Regions from separate parts of the Mus musculus genome. Here region 2 is linked to region 1. Evidence: chromatin contacts called from public HiChIP or PLAC-seq data. All regions are on one chromosome and are shown on one strand. Each heading gives the region's core, a stretch centred on a gene start, on an enhancer-like site or on the middle of the called end of the contact. The rest is flanking DNA. Distances are from core to core; before and after follow the strand shown.

Region 1 (6,293 bases), core at 990-3,489:
GAAAGCCAACTCTTCTGGAAGCACCGCTTCTATTTTTAAAGCACTGAACAAAAACATCTAAAACCCACTGTCATTTTTAAATAGAAAAAAAAATTAATTTTATTTTGAGATGTCTATACTAACTGAAATTCCACTTGAAAAAGCGCATCCTTGGGTATAGGCAACTGTTTCATAGTCCACAAACCAAAATAAATAAATAAATAAATAAATAAATAAATAAATAAATAAATGCAATTAAATTACACTTTAGCTTAAAAGAGAATTGCAGATATAAAACTAACTTAGCAGTTGATTAGTATATTTACAGAAACAGTAACTTTACAGACATGAAGACCAGGGCTTGTTGAGCCAGCATTGTCCAGAGAAAGGCATATAGAATCCTGTTTGTAGAAAATCTTACACAGAGATTTGAGACATAGCTCTGGAGTAAATAATACTGGTTGGACCCAGAGAAGACCCACAATCAATCCCCACAACCCACAGGGTGGCTCACAACCCTCTGTAAATCTAGTTCCAGAGGATCCAGTGACCTCTCTTGGCCTGCATAGGCACCAAGCACACCCACGGCATGAAGGGCTACATTCAGGCAAAACACCCATACAGATAAAATAACATGTGTTTTTGAGAGAAAGAAAATGTTACACTGTGAAATGCTTTTGGCTATATCTGATCTCTACTGTCAATGAGGCTGACATTATTGTATCCTATGCTACAAAGGCCATCTATATTCCATGCACTGGACGGGCAACCGCATGGGTATGCGCATGCCTGCATGTGGATGTGCATGTATGTCTGAGTTACGTGTGTGTGTGTGTGTGTGTGTGTGTGTGTGTGTGTGTGTGTGTTTGTGTGTGTGTTAGAGGACAAAGTTGACTGTCTCCCTCAGTTGTTCTCCACCTACTTTCTTTTATTACTATAATTATCTTTTTTTATGAGTACACCGTTGCTCTTCTGATACACCAGAAGAGGGCATTAGACCCCATTACAGATGGTTGTGAGCCATCATGTGGTTGCTGGGATTTGAACTCAGGACCTCTAGAAGAACAGTCGGTGCTCTTAACCGCTGAGCCATCTCTCCAGCCCCCTCCACCTACTTTTTAAGTTATGGCCTCTCACCGAACTCAATGATTTGCCTACAGTCAGCTTCATAGAGTCACCTGCCTCTGTCCCCAACCAATGGAATTACAGCATGGATGGCTTTTCATCTGGGTGCTGGGGATCCAAGTTTACATTGGTTGCTGTGCTTTCATGGGGCACTTTACCAACTGAGCCACTTCTGTAGCCTCCAGGCTGGTCTTTGAACTCATGATTCTACTGCCTGGACTCCGTGCGTGCTAGACTGACAGGACTACACTACTATGCTTGCTGCACTACTCCTCCCTTCCTTACCTATTGTCTCCATAGTGACAACTCTGTGTTTTTTTCCTTTGGAAATATTTTCATTTCCTCACAAAGTTTGACTTAAAGTTATCTTGACTCAGAGGTTGAGCTGTCCCCAGAAGATCCCCCTCTCTCACTGAACCTATTGCATGTGAACACCAGCCATGCCAAGCACTGCATCTGGATGATAAAGTGTTGGAGCTGAGATCAATACAGGAAAAGTATAAATCCCAGTATCTTCCTCTTCCTTGCTTTTCCTGCTTCCACCCTGAGCTTGGTGCTCAGAATCGCAAGAATCCTGGTAAAGACACAGGAAGGTCATCCACCCTAAACAGATGGCTGTTCGGAGCTGTTGATGAATGGTGAGGGTGCCCCCCAACCAGAGGCAAAGGACAAAGGCTTAGAAGGGGATTGGCTTGAGGCTCCTGCCCAAAGTGTCTGTCATCAATCTCTATTGTCTCGGTGATTCCAGCCAGGAATGGGGAATGTGTCTCCTTGTTGACACAAGACCCTGGTAGAACAAAGAAAGTTGATGACATAAACATATCCTTTTCCCAGCACTTGACTTGTGTGTGATTTAACCTTTAACTCTTGCTTGTTGATATAGGTGAGATGTCAAATATTTTCTCCTGGGATGTTGGCAACTGTTTAAAGTGTTTTCATCACCCCTTCACTAAGGCAAAACTAGGCTGGGGCTAACAGGGTCATTGTAATAGATCTGTTCCCCACCCTCGAGTCTCAAGCTCACTCAGCCACTTCCTCCCAACTGAAACAGGAAAGTGGTGACAAAGAACAGTCTGGTAGTCACTGTACATCTGCAATTACTCAGTCACTTCTGGCTTTTGAAGGAATGAATTTGTAGCAAGGGAGAGAGAACACTTGAGACCATGTGACCAACATGGAAGTAATCCTTTAAACTGCAGCATAAGCAAGAAGGCACACACAGCCTCTGAAGCTGCTCTCTGTTCCTGCTTGGTTTTTTAACCCTCTTCTCATTCCTTAGACTTGGGGGTAAAGAAAGCTTTTTACTGTTTCCAGATCAAACCTCTGCCTTGGAAGAACAAAACAGGCAGGTTCTGTCCACTCTGCCCTCAGGAAGTCCACCCCAACTGATTCCAAGGCTGAGCTAACCCCTCTTGTTTACCATCCGGACAAATATTTTAAATGGATATACTTTTGTTTAATGTTTAAGTCTCAGGTATAAAGTTCTTTCTAGTTTTGTATTAGTAAGACAAAGGTCCTTCTCCTGCCAAGAGGAAAGTAGAGGAGGAGGGGTGGGTAAAATTCTCAGGAGCACAAGTTTATAAATTGCTTTACTGAGTGGACATCCCTGTACCTTAGAAATCAGAATTTCTGATGAAAGAACGGACACTTAACCCTCTAGCAAATAATAATACATGTGCGATTTATAGCTAGAAAGAACAGCTTTGATAAAGTAAGCATCAATTGTTAGGTTTTTGATTTTTTTTAAGTCTGGAACTTGGACTCATATCTGGGAAAGGAAATGTCTGTTTCGTTAAAGAAAATGGGTTCTGCCAAATGCACCAAAATAACAGCAGGACGAGATGGGGTGGGATGGGCTGGAGGAAGGGCACTGTGTGACTCAGAGGAGCTTGGCGTCTATAATTAATATTTTAAGCTCATTACTTCACATTCAAAACAGAGTTATATGGTGGTCAGAGGGGGAAATACACCCAACCAAGCAGGATCTCTAAAACCATGCATATACATATAAATATTATTGCATAGCTTTAAAAAGGTACATATAAACTATATGAGTGTGTTTATATTCTTTTAAATGATGGTTGTCAAACCCAAGACACTTACAGGCCTATTTGTTTCTCTCTGTAGACACATCCATACACATACACACATACAAACACATACACACACACACACACACACACACACATACACACAAAGATGCAAACACACATGCACATAACACCAAGAGATGCACACACACCTACAAACACAGTTAAAAGTAAGATGTGTCTTTTATGTGTTTACCAGCTACAGATTTTTAAAATATTCATAGTATTATATAAAATTAACTCAGATCACTAATACTCAATGAGATATTCTCTCTCTCTAACACACACCTGTGTATACACACGCAGAGAGACAGACAGAGAGAGAGAGAGAGAGAGAGAGAGAGAGAGAGAGAGAGAGAGAGAGAGAGAGAGCTGCAGACTGTATTGTTATTTCACCCAGAGATGGAATATAGCTATTGCTATACCTTAAGAAGCAGTGGCAGAAAACCATGTACTCTTAAAATTGCAGTCTCTTGCTCTCTCGGACACCATCTTAGTATACTCCTGTAGACTCAATTGCCCGTGGCCTAGTAGTTTGAAACAGTTCATGAAAGTCAGAAATGGCATTCAGCATTATAACTCAAAGGCATGCTCTGACAAAAGTCACCTATAAAAAGCAAAGTTGAAGGAGCTGCAAAACTGTGGTGCATTTGCTGAACAGAGCTCCAGGTCACTTTAAGGCATGTTACATCCTGAAGTTATAACTTGGAAAATGTAAAAGCTTATGTCATTCAATCCGGCATGGAAATTGTTTTCCAGGGGCTGAGTTTTTTATAAGAGTGTTTATCAGAATCCATAAAGAAACTAGAAACGAGGATAGAAGGATCTGTGTGTCTTAAAATGAGACAATTTGGTAAAAAGCCAATGAACACTGACTTAATTCACAGGGTTCAACAGATACAAAAATATTGAAATAATCCCATGCACCCTATCAGATCACCACGGACTAAGGCTGATCTTCAATAACAACATAAATAATAGGAAACCCACATACACGTGGAAACTAAACAACACTCTACTCAATGATAACTTGATCAAGGAAGATATAAAGAAAGAAATTGAAGACTTGTTAGAGTTTAAGGAAAATAAAGCCACAACATACCCAAACTTATGGGACACAATGAAAGCAGTCCTAAGAGGAAAACACATGGCTCTGAGTGCCTCCACAAAGAAACTGGAGCAAGCATATACTAGCAGCTTGTCAGCACACCTAAAAGCTCTAGAACAAAAGTAAGAAAATTCACCCAAGAGGAGTAGAAGACAGGAAATAATCAAACTCAGGGATGAAATCAACCAAGTGGAAACAAAAAGAACTATTCAAGGAATCAACCAAATCAGGAGCTGGTTCTTTGAGAAAATCAACAATATAGATAAAATTTTAGCCAGACTAAATAGAAGGCACAGGGACAGTATCTTAATTAACAAAATCAGAAATGGAAAAGGAGATAAAAAACAGAATCTGAAGAAATCCAAAACAATCATTAGATCCTCCTACAAAAGCCTATACTCAACAAAACTGGAGAACCTGGATGGAATGGACAAGGAAGTGAAAGATCTGTCTGACAAAAACTTCAACTCTCTAAAGAAAGAAATCAAAGATCTCAGAAGATGAAAAGATCCTCCATGCTCATGGATTGGCAGGATCAATATAGTAAAAATGGCTATCTTGCCAAAAGCCATCTACAGATTCAATGCAATCCTCATCAAAATTCTAACTCAATTCTTTACTGAGTTAGAAAGGGCAATTTGCAAATTCATCTGGAATAACAAAAAACCTAGGATAGCAAAATCTATTCTCAACAATAAAAGAACCTCTGGTGGAATCACCATGCCTGACCTAAAGCTGTACTACAGAGCAATTGTGATAAAAAACTGCATGGTGCTGGTATCGTGACAGACAAGTAGACCAATGGAATAGAATTGAAGACCCAGAGATGAACCCACACACCTATGGTCACTTGATCTTTGACAAGGGAGCTAAAACCATCCAGTGAAAAAAAGACAGCATTTTCAACAAATGGTGCTGTCACAACTGGCAGTTATGTTGAAGAATGCAAATTGATCCATTTCTATCTCCTTGTACAAAGCTCAAGTCTAAGTGGATCAAGGAACTCCACATAAAACCAGAGACACTGAAACTTATAGAGGAGAAGTTGGGGAAGAGCCTGTAAGATATGGGAACAGGGGAAATATTACTGAACAGAACAGGAATGGCTTGTGCTGTAAGATCAAGAATCAACAAATGGGACCTCACGAAATTGCAAAGTTTCTGTAAGGCAAAGGACACTGTCAATAAGACCAAAAAGCAACCAACACATTGGGAAAAAGATCTTTATCGATCCTAAATCCGATAGGGAGCTAATATCCAATTTATAAAAAGTACTCAAGAAGTTGGACTCCAGCAAACCTAACAACCCTATTTTAAAAATGGGGTACAGAGCTAAACAAAGAATTCTCAACTGAGGAATACCGAAAGGCTGAGAAGCACCTACAAAAGTGGTCAACATCCTTAGTCATCAGAGAAATGCAAATCAAAACAACCCTGAGATTCCACCTCACACCAGTCAGAATGGCTAAGATCAAAAATTCAGGTGACAGCAGATGCTGGGGAGGATGTGGAGAAAGGGGAACACTCCTCCATTGCTGGTGGGATTGCAAGCTGGTACAACCACTCTGTACATCAGTCCAGCGGTTCCTCAGAAAATTGTGCATAGTTCTACCAGAAGATCCAGCAATACCACTCCTGGGCATATACCCAGAATATGCTCCAACATGTAATAAGGACACATGCGCCACTATGTTCGTAGCAGCCTGATTTATAACAGCCAGAAGCTGGAACGAACCCAGATGTCCCTCAACAGAGGAATGGATACAGAAAGTATGGTACATTTCCACAGTGGAGTACTATGCAGCTATTAAAGACAATGAATTTATGAAATTCTTAGACAAATGGATGGATCTGGAGGATATCATTCAGAGTGAGGTAATCCAATCACAAAAGAACACACATGATATGCATTCACTGATAAGGGGATATTAGCCCAGAAGCTCAGAATCCTTCTTTGAAAGGGGAACAAAATACCCATGGAAGGAGTAACA
Region 2 (6,293 bases), core at 2,684-5,183, 180 kb after region 1:
TTCATGTAAGTAAAATAAGAAGCACTGTTGGACAAAGAGGGGTCTGCTCACTGAAGTAGCCATAAAAAAGAAAAAGAAACAAGAAAAAAGAAGGGAATAAATCTAACTCTTTAGTAGACATGGTATTTCAACCTGTCCTGAAAGTTTTATATTTCATGGGAACCGTAGGGCTTCATTTAAGCATCAAATATGTTTAAGCAAAGAGTTGAATGTTAACAGCCAGAAAACCCTAAGGTTTCTTACATGAATGCAACAGAAATGGCAAAGATGCTGGGGTTTCTTAAGATAACCTCTCTTTGGGGAAATGCTACACTAGTTATGAAACAATAGTTCTGCTCTACGTAACACAATGAGAGGAATCTAACCATCTGTACTGGCTGGCTTTGGGTGTCAACTTGACACAGGCTGGAGTTAGTACAGAGAAAGGAGCTTCAGTTGGAGAAGTCCCTCCATGAGCTCCAGCTGTGAGGCATTTTCTCAATTAGTAATCAAGCAGAGAGGGCCCTTTGTGGGTGGTGCCATCCCTGGGCTGGTAGTCTTAGGTTCTATAAGAGAGCAAGCTGAGCAAGCCAGGGGAAACAAGCCAGTAAGTGGCATCCCTCCATGGCCTCTGCATCAGCTCCTGCTTCCTGACCTGCTTGAGTTCCAGTCCTGACTTCCTTTGGTGATAACCAGCAGTGTGGAAGTGTAAGCTGAATAAACCCTTTCCTCCCCAACTTGCTTCTAGGTCATGAGGTTTGTCAGAAATAGAAGCCCTGACTCAGACACCATCACAGCTCATATAAAGTTGGCCTCCAGGTTTTATAATGGCTGCAGTTGCACTATCAGCTTAGAGTGTTTTTCTAATGGGGATTTTGTGGCAACAATGTTGTAGTGGAGTCTCTTCTCCCACAATGGTCAAACTCTCCCAACAAGCCAAGCAGCATTTCTCTGCCTTCCTGTGCTGAAAGCAGGGTGGGAAAGACAGGACATAGCTAACTCAGGAATGCGGTTGACATGGAATTACCAGATGAGTGAGAACTCTGACCCCAGTGGCTGAAATTGGTTCAAAATAAAGTCTTCAACTAAAAGATAAAGGTTGCCGAAAAGTGCCTGGTAAATATTTAAAATATCACCATCTAATGAGATTGCTCAATAACAAAGCCTGTGTTCTGGGAAATGGCATGGTTTTTGTTTTTTTTAACTAATTCTTTTCCACTGAAAATAACCAGAACTCATGTCCTAAATCTACCTGACACACATGGATGTGAACAAAGCCATACACCAGCAGCATATCTGTTAACATGTCCTAATTACAGTGATGCTGGTGGCCCCAGGCCAGTCACTTGTCATCTTATTTCATGAGTACCCCAGCCTGTTTGACCTTGCTTTGCTGGAGTAATATGTCTAATTACAAACTTCTACCTTATGCTAAAGTCCTCAGTGCTGGTCTCTACAGAGAACACAATGTGGACTTCTCAGTAGCCAGGAAGCTGTAATAGTTAAAGGGGAAAAAAACAAACAAAAGACAAATTATGAAACTCTTCATGACTACATTTTCCTTGTAGTGATGTTTATATAGGTGTATATCAATCCTCTTTTCTGATATCAACCATTGATATTTACAATGGTTGAGTTCAGTTATTATTTTAGCTTCTTGTTGTGGTGATGGTTTTAAGAGGAATAGGTTAAAGGGTAACACAAGTGTGCTGGGGTAGAATCACAGATATGTTTAGAGTGTGTTTAAGCACACCTTCCCCCCTTATATTTACTGAGCACCACAGAAATTTTCATTCACAGTCAGGGGAGATGAGTGTTAGACCTAAGGGATAATAGGGAAGGAAAGGAAGAAACTGGAGGGTCGACCTGACAATGGCCTCCTGCATCCTTCACTGACCTGAGAACTTGGTTTGGGACACAAACGGTAGGAAACGACAATGCTGGAAGGTGGAGAACATATCTATTTTAACAAGAGAATAAACACTCTGGGATCTGGATGGCAGTTCCCAACCTGCACTGGGAATGATGCTACGGGAATGGAAATGCTCAGAGAAGCTAGAAGAATAGGCATATTGACCTCAGGGCCAGGATTATCAAGTAGGAAAGTAATTTACAACAAAGAGAGACACACGCACCTGTGTGAGCATACCTGCATAGTCAGTTGCCACTTTGAGGAGTCTACCTTTAAAATAAGAACCTTTAAAGTAAGAAGCAGATTCTAGTAAAGGGAGTTCAATGTGCCACACTTTGAAACTGAAATGCCTTCATCTCAAGGAATGGACATTTTGAGAGAAAATAAAATAAGGAGTGGTAACAGGGACCATACAAGAGTCTCCCATGTATTGTGACAAAGCTGGCAGAACTGGACTGAGTCTAAATGCCCGCCACCTGTCACTATCAAAGGCTAGTGGAAAGTGTTCCTCTGGCATGGATTCATTCACTGAAGGCTATGAGCACTCCTTTAAGAATCAGTCTTATTACTTGACAATTTTGCATGACTTACATGTCAAGCAAGCACATGGTCTCCACTGTAAGCTGAGAAGTCGGTGGAATTAATTAACTCAAGCTCTGGATGAGAAAAGGAGGAATTAAGAAAAGGGAGATCAGAGACTTTTCTCTCAGTGGCATAGGTAAGATGGTCCTAAAATAACTAGCTCTGTCATCCCACCAACCAGACAGACATCTGTTTTACCTTTGCCTATGCTAATATTCAAGATTTGCTCTATTGTAATTAATCATTTTCTATGAATGTCTCTTAAGAACTGTATCAGGGAGCCATGCAACTTGGTGCAAGCCTGCAGTCTCCATCCTTGGGGAATGGATACAGAATGATCAGGAGTTGAAGGTCATCCTCAACTATGCAAGGGGAGGGTTTGAGGCAAATCTGCCTCCACAAAACAAAACTGCTAGGAACAGCTGGGTATGTGCTCATACCTGTAACTGTAGCAACTGGGTCTAGGCAGAAGGGCTGCAGCAAGTCTCAGGCTAGCCTGAACTACCCTATCAGACCCTGCCCCAAACAAACAAAACACTAGATAAAAAGAGTGTCATGAGACATTGTAAATTCATAATATATTACCCACAAACCTCCAACACATCAGATATCTCTCTACACCCATTGTGTATTCTAAGTCCCAACCCTAGCCACACATTAGGAAGAATTGAGAAGCCCCAGTCAGTTAAATTTGAGTAAGATAAAGACTAACAGCCTTCCACACTTGCAACATCCCTGGGTCATTCTCCTGACTAATCAGTGCTCTCAGAGAGGTTGCACGGTCCACACCCATCAGCGCTTCCAGAACCTTTCCCTCTCAATGGCCCTGGAGAATGTGGAGATGTCAGGCAAGCAGTGTTCCTTATGGCAGAGGATAATCCTATCCTTTTGGTGTGTGCTTCCATCATAATCAGGCCAAATCCATTTGGTGGCTGTTGCTAAAGCCTTGTGGTGCTTACTTTGCATTTTTCAGAAAAATATACATATAAGAGGTGTGTAACTTATACACAAAAAGCTTACATTTCCACACGTTACCTTGCTTGGGTGGAAACAAGCCACATATCTGACTTTCAGAGGGAGAGGTGCTTAGAATATCCCCCACCTATGCCTCATCTTTCATTGTGTTCTTTCTGTAGTTATTCTGAGCCTAGGACTCTATAAGAATAATCCATAGGTCTCTCCCACAAATTATACCTCTCTCTTTAGCTTCCCTTCCAGAGTCTCCCAAGGAAAGAACTGCTAGGATTTTGTTTTATTGGTTGCTTTATTTTTAACCCAGCTCCTAATTTTTCCCCACCTTGGCATTTTTTTTTTTTTTTTTTGGTTTATTGCATAATGACACTTTGTCAATAAGGGAAAATAGCAGTCAGGAATTACAATGACTCTCCATTGGTTGGACCTTGACACTTAGCCTAAGCCAACACCTATGAACAAAACCCAGAACAGAACTGCCCCTTGTCCTCCGGCTGCAAAGGAATGCTTTGCAAGCCTCCAGGGCTCCCCAGGAGGAGCAGCATGGCCTCAGGCATGGCCATCACCTTAGCCCTTGCCATCTTTGCCTTGGGTGTCAATGCACAGATGCCAATACCCGTTTCCAGGTGAGTCCATAGCTTGTCTGTTTATCTCTGGAATTCTACTGTGGAATCTGCTGTCCAGGGCTTAACAGCAAAGTAGGGACAATAAAGGTTAAGCTAAACAGTGACCTATACAACACCCAGGATTTCAACTTTCTAAACAAGTGTATTCATGCTTCTGGGTGTTTGTGCTAAAGGAGGGACTGAAATGTTAATGCTAAGATATTTCCTTTAAACATTTAGGATCAGAGGGAAAAAGAAACGGTTGTCTCCAGTTTCTGATAAATCAGTGCTGATCAGTGTCTATGGGCTGAGAAATTCACAATGAGGAAAGTTAATATTTGTGTCCTTTATCTCAAAACCTAATAATTTTTAACTGTTGGCTGCATGGCCCTTTGGCCCCCACATTAAGCAAAGGCTAACTATTTGTCTTGTCTTCTCTTCTGTGACATTCCATTCCGTGGTCCACATTTTGGTTCCTGGGTCTGAGGGTCTATTTGCTCTACCCAAGAATTGCCATGGTACAGCTTCGATGGTTCTGCTTCCAGCACGGCCTCTTTATTTCCTTCTTATCCGATGCTTCTTGGGTTTGCAAAACCCATAAGGTATAAGGGTGTCCCCGAGGTTGCATGTGCTGGAAACTCAGTCCCCTGGTGTGGCAGCAGAAAGAGGTGGTGGAGCTCTTAAGGGGTAGAAGGTCTCAGGATTCCACAGTCATAAATGGACTATCTCTGAGGAATGGGCCAAGCCTAGCAGGAGTGGCTCCTAGCAGATCTGTCTGGCTAGGTTCTTCCTCCAACTCATGTCTCCTTACATATGTGACTCTTCTGAATACAGGAACTTCCCATTTTGCTTCTAGTGACCATGTTAGGACACAACCACAGGAATCCTGTCCAGATGCCTGTTTGCAATTTGTAGTCATGAGAATTGTGAGAAGAGTAAAATTCTCTCCTGTATGCATCACCCACATCAGGCATTCTGTGTCAGCAACAGAAAACAGAGTGTGACACCATGCCAAATACACCCAGCCAATAAATCAAGGGGACAGTAAAAGCCTCTTGCACATCACTGCACCCAGAAGTGCTAGAGATCACGGCTGCTTGAAGCTCTCCCTTCCTTCCATGTAAATATCACAGAAGACACAAACCCATGTAGTCCATTATAGCTTGTTCTCTGAGGACAGAACAGAAAATTGCCCCAACACCAACACATGCCTGGACACTCTTCCTCCGTCTGCATTAATCATGTCCTGTGTCCAGTTCAATTCCCCTAAGTTTAACCAAAGCCTATTTTGACTTAGCTAGCCACCTTTGTCTGCCTTCACCTTTGCGGAGGTAGAGGCGATTCGGCCTGGGCTCCCCCCACCAATGTGGGTTGCGGTTCACTTTCCAGGAGAGGACTCACAATGGAGATACCGCTCATGTAGCTCTGGGAAGGCTGTTCAGCCAAGGCTTTCCTCCCTTCTCCCCTCCTCCTTTGCGGACATTACCTAATCACTATCTCTCTGTTCAGAAAATAGCTTCACTTTCCGGGTATCTTAACTCAGACGGTATGTGTGCAAAGACAGTTACAGAAGGCAGCTTTGGCATTCTTGTAATTAACCTGACCCTCTCATAGGGTCTTAAAACAATTAAACAGTTCAAATTTCTGGACCGATGCTCAAAACTGAAAGGCTGTGGGAAGATCGCGGTGACTTTGATGTTCACACCTCCTGGATCTGGTCTTACTCATGGGGGCCAGAAAGAACCCTGGCTGGCCCCCAGATCCTGGCACTTGCAGTCTCCAGTTGTGCTGAGCATTCTGCATTCTCACAGACATGCCCTTCAGCCTGTGCCAGAACGGCCCTGCTCAGAACGCTCTGTGCTGTGTCCTTTAAGATGGAGGGTTCGGAGACTTCCTGAGCTACATGAGACCCTTTGCTTAAACAACAGCAGCAATATTTCAAATGATTTCTACACATATATATTCTTCAGAAGTTCATAGCTCGCATCAGGCTACCATTGTCTACCAGTATTGCAGGCTAAACCCCCGTTGACTAGTAGCGGTGCAGGCTGGCATGAATAGCTCAGAGTCTCCTTCCCTTAGTTCGCTGATCCATAAGACCCTGATGGTGGTTATTTCCTGTGGCTGCCATAGCAAAGTCCAAAAATGAATTGTTTTAAATAAGTTATCTGTCTCCCTGGCTGGAGGCTGGAGGTCTGACATCAAGATGTTGAGAAAGCCAAAATCACTCTGTCACTCTGGGG

The links. HiChIP or PLAC-seq counts read pairs in DNA pulled down with a chosen protein or histone mark.
Region 2: a contact with region 1 is called in an H3K27ac HiChIP or PLAC-seq map of extraembryonic endoderm stem cells. The contact joins the promoter of C9 here to the enhancer-like site in region 1. A contact is called at or near these places in 9 of 39 promoter capture datasets (the 3T3-L1 cell line, 3T3-L1-derived adipocytes, embryonic stem cells and 5 more), 1 of 484 Hi-C or Micro-C datasets (Th2 cells), 2 of 115 datasets of contacts at active chromatin or transcription factors (differentiating embryonic stem cells and extraembryonic endoderm stem cells) and 3 of 9 other capture datasets (adipose tissue, liver and macrophages).

Annotation. Positions count from the first base shown.
Region 1 is chr15:6,258,287-6,264,579 of GRCm38.p6, forward strand. No RefSeq gene overlaps it. Among named protein-coding and RNA genes, the nearest start is that of Gm16311, 48 kb to the right of the region's middle. Within about 2 kb of position 2,240, at least 69 of the 459 cell types and tissues checked have an H3K27ac peak or open chromatin away from gene starts, as enhancers often do. A contact at or near this core is called in adipose tissue, extraembryonic endoderm stem cells, liver and 1 more, where this site is marked.
Region 2 is chr15:6,441,413-6,447,705 of GRCm38.p6, forward strand. It overlaps C9 (complement component 9), which reads left to right and starts at 3,934. Exons shown (of 11, transcript NM_013485.3): 1 at 3,934-4,071. The coding sequence starts at 3,989.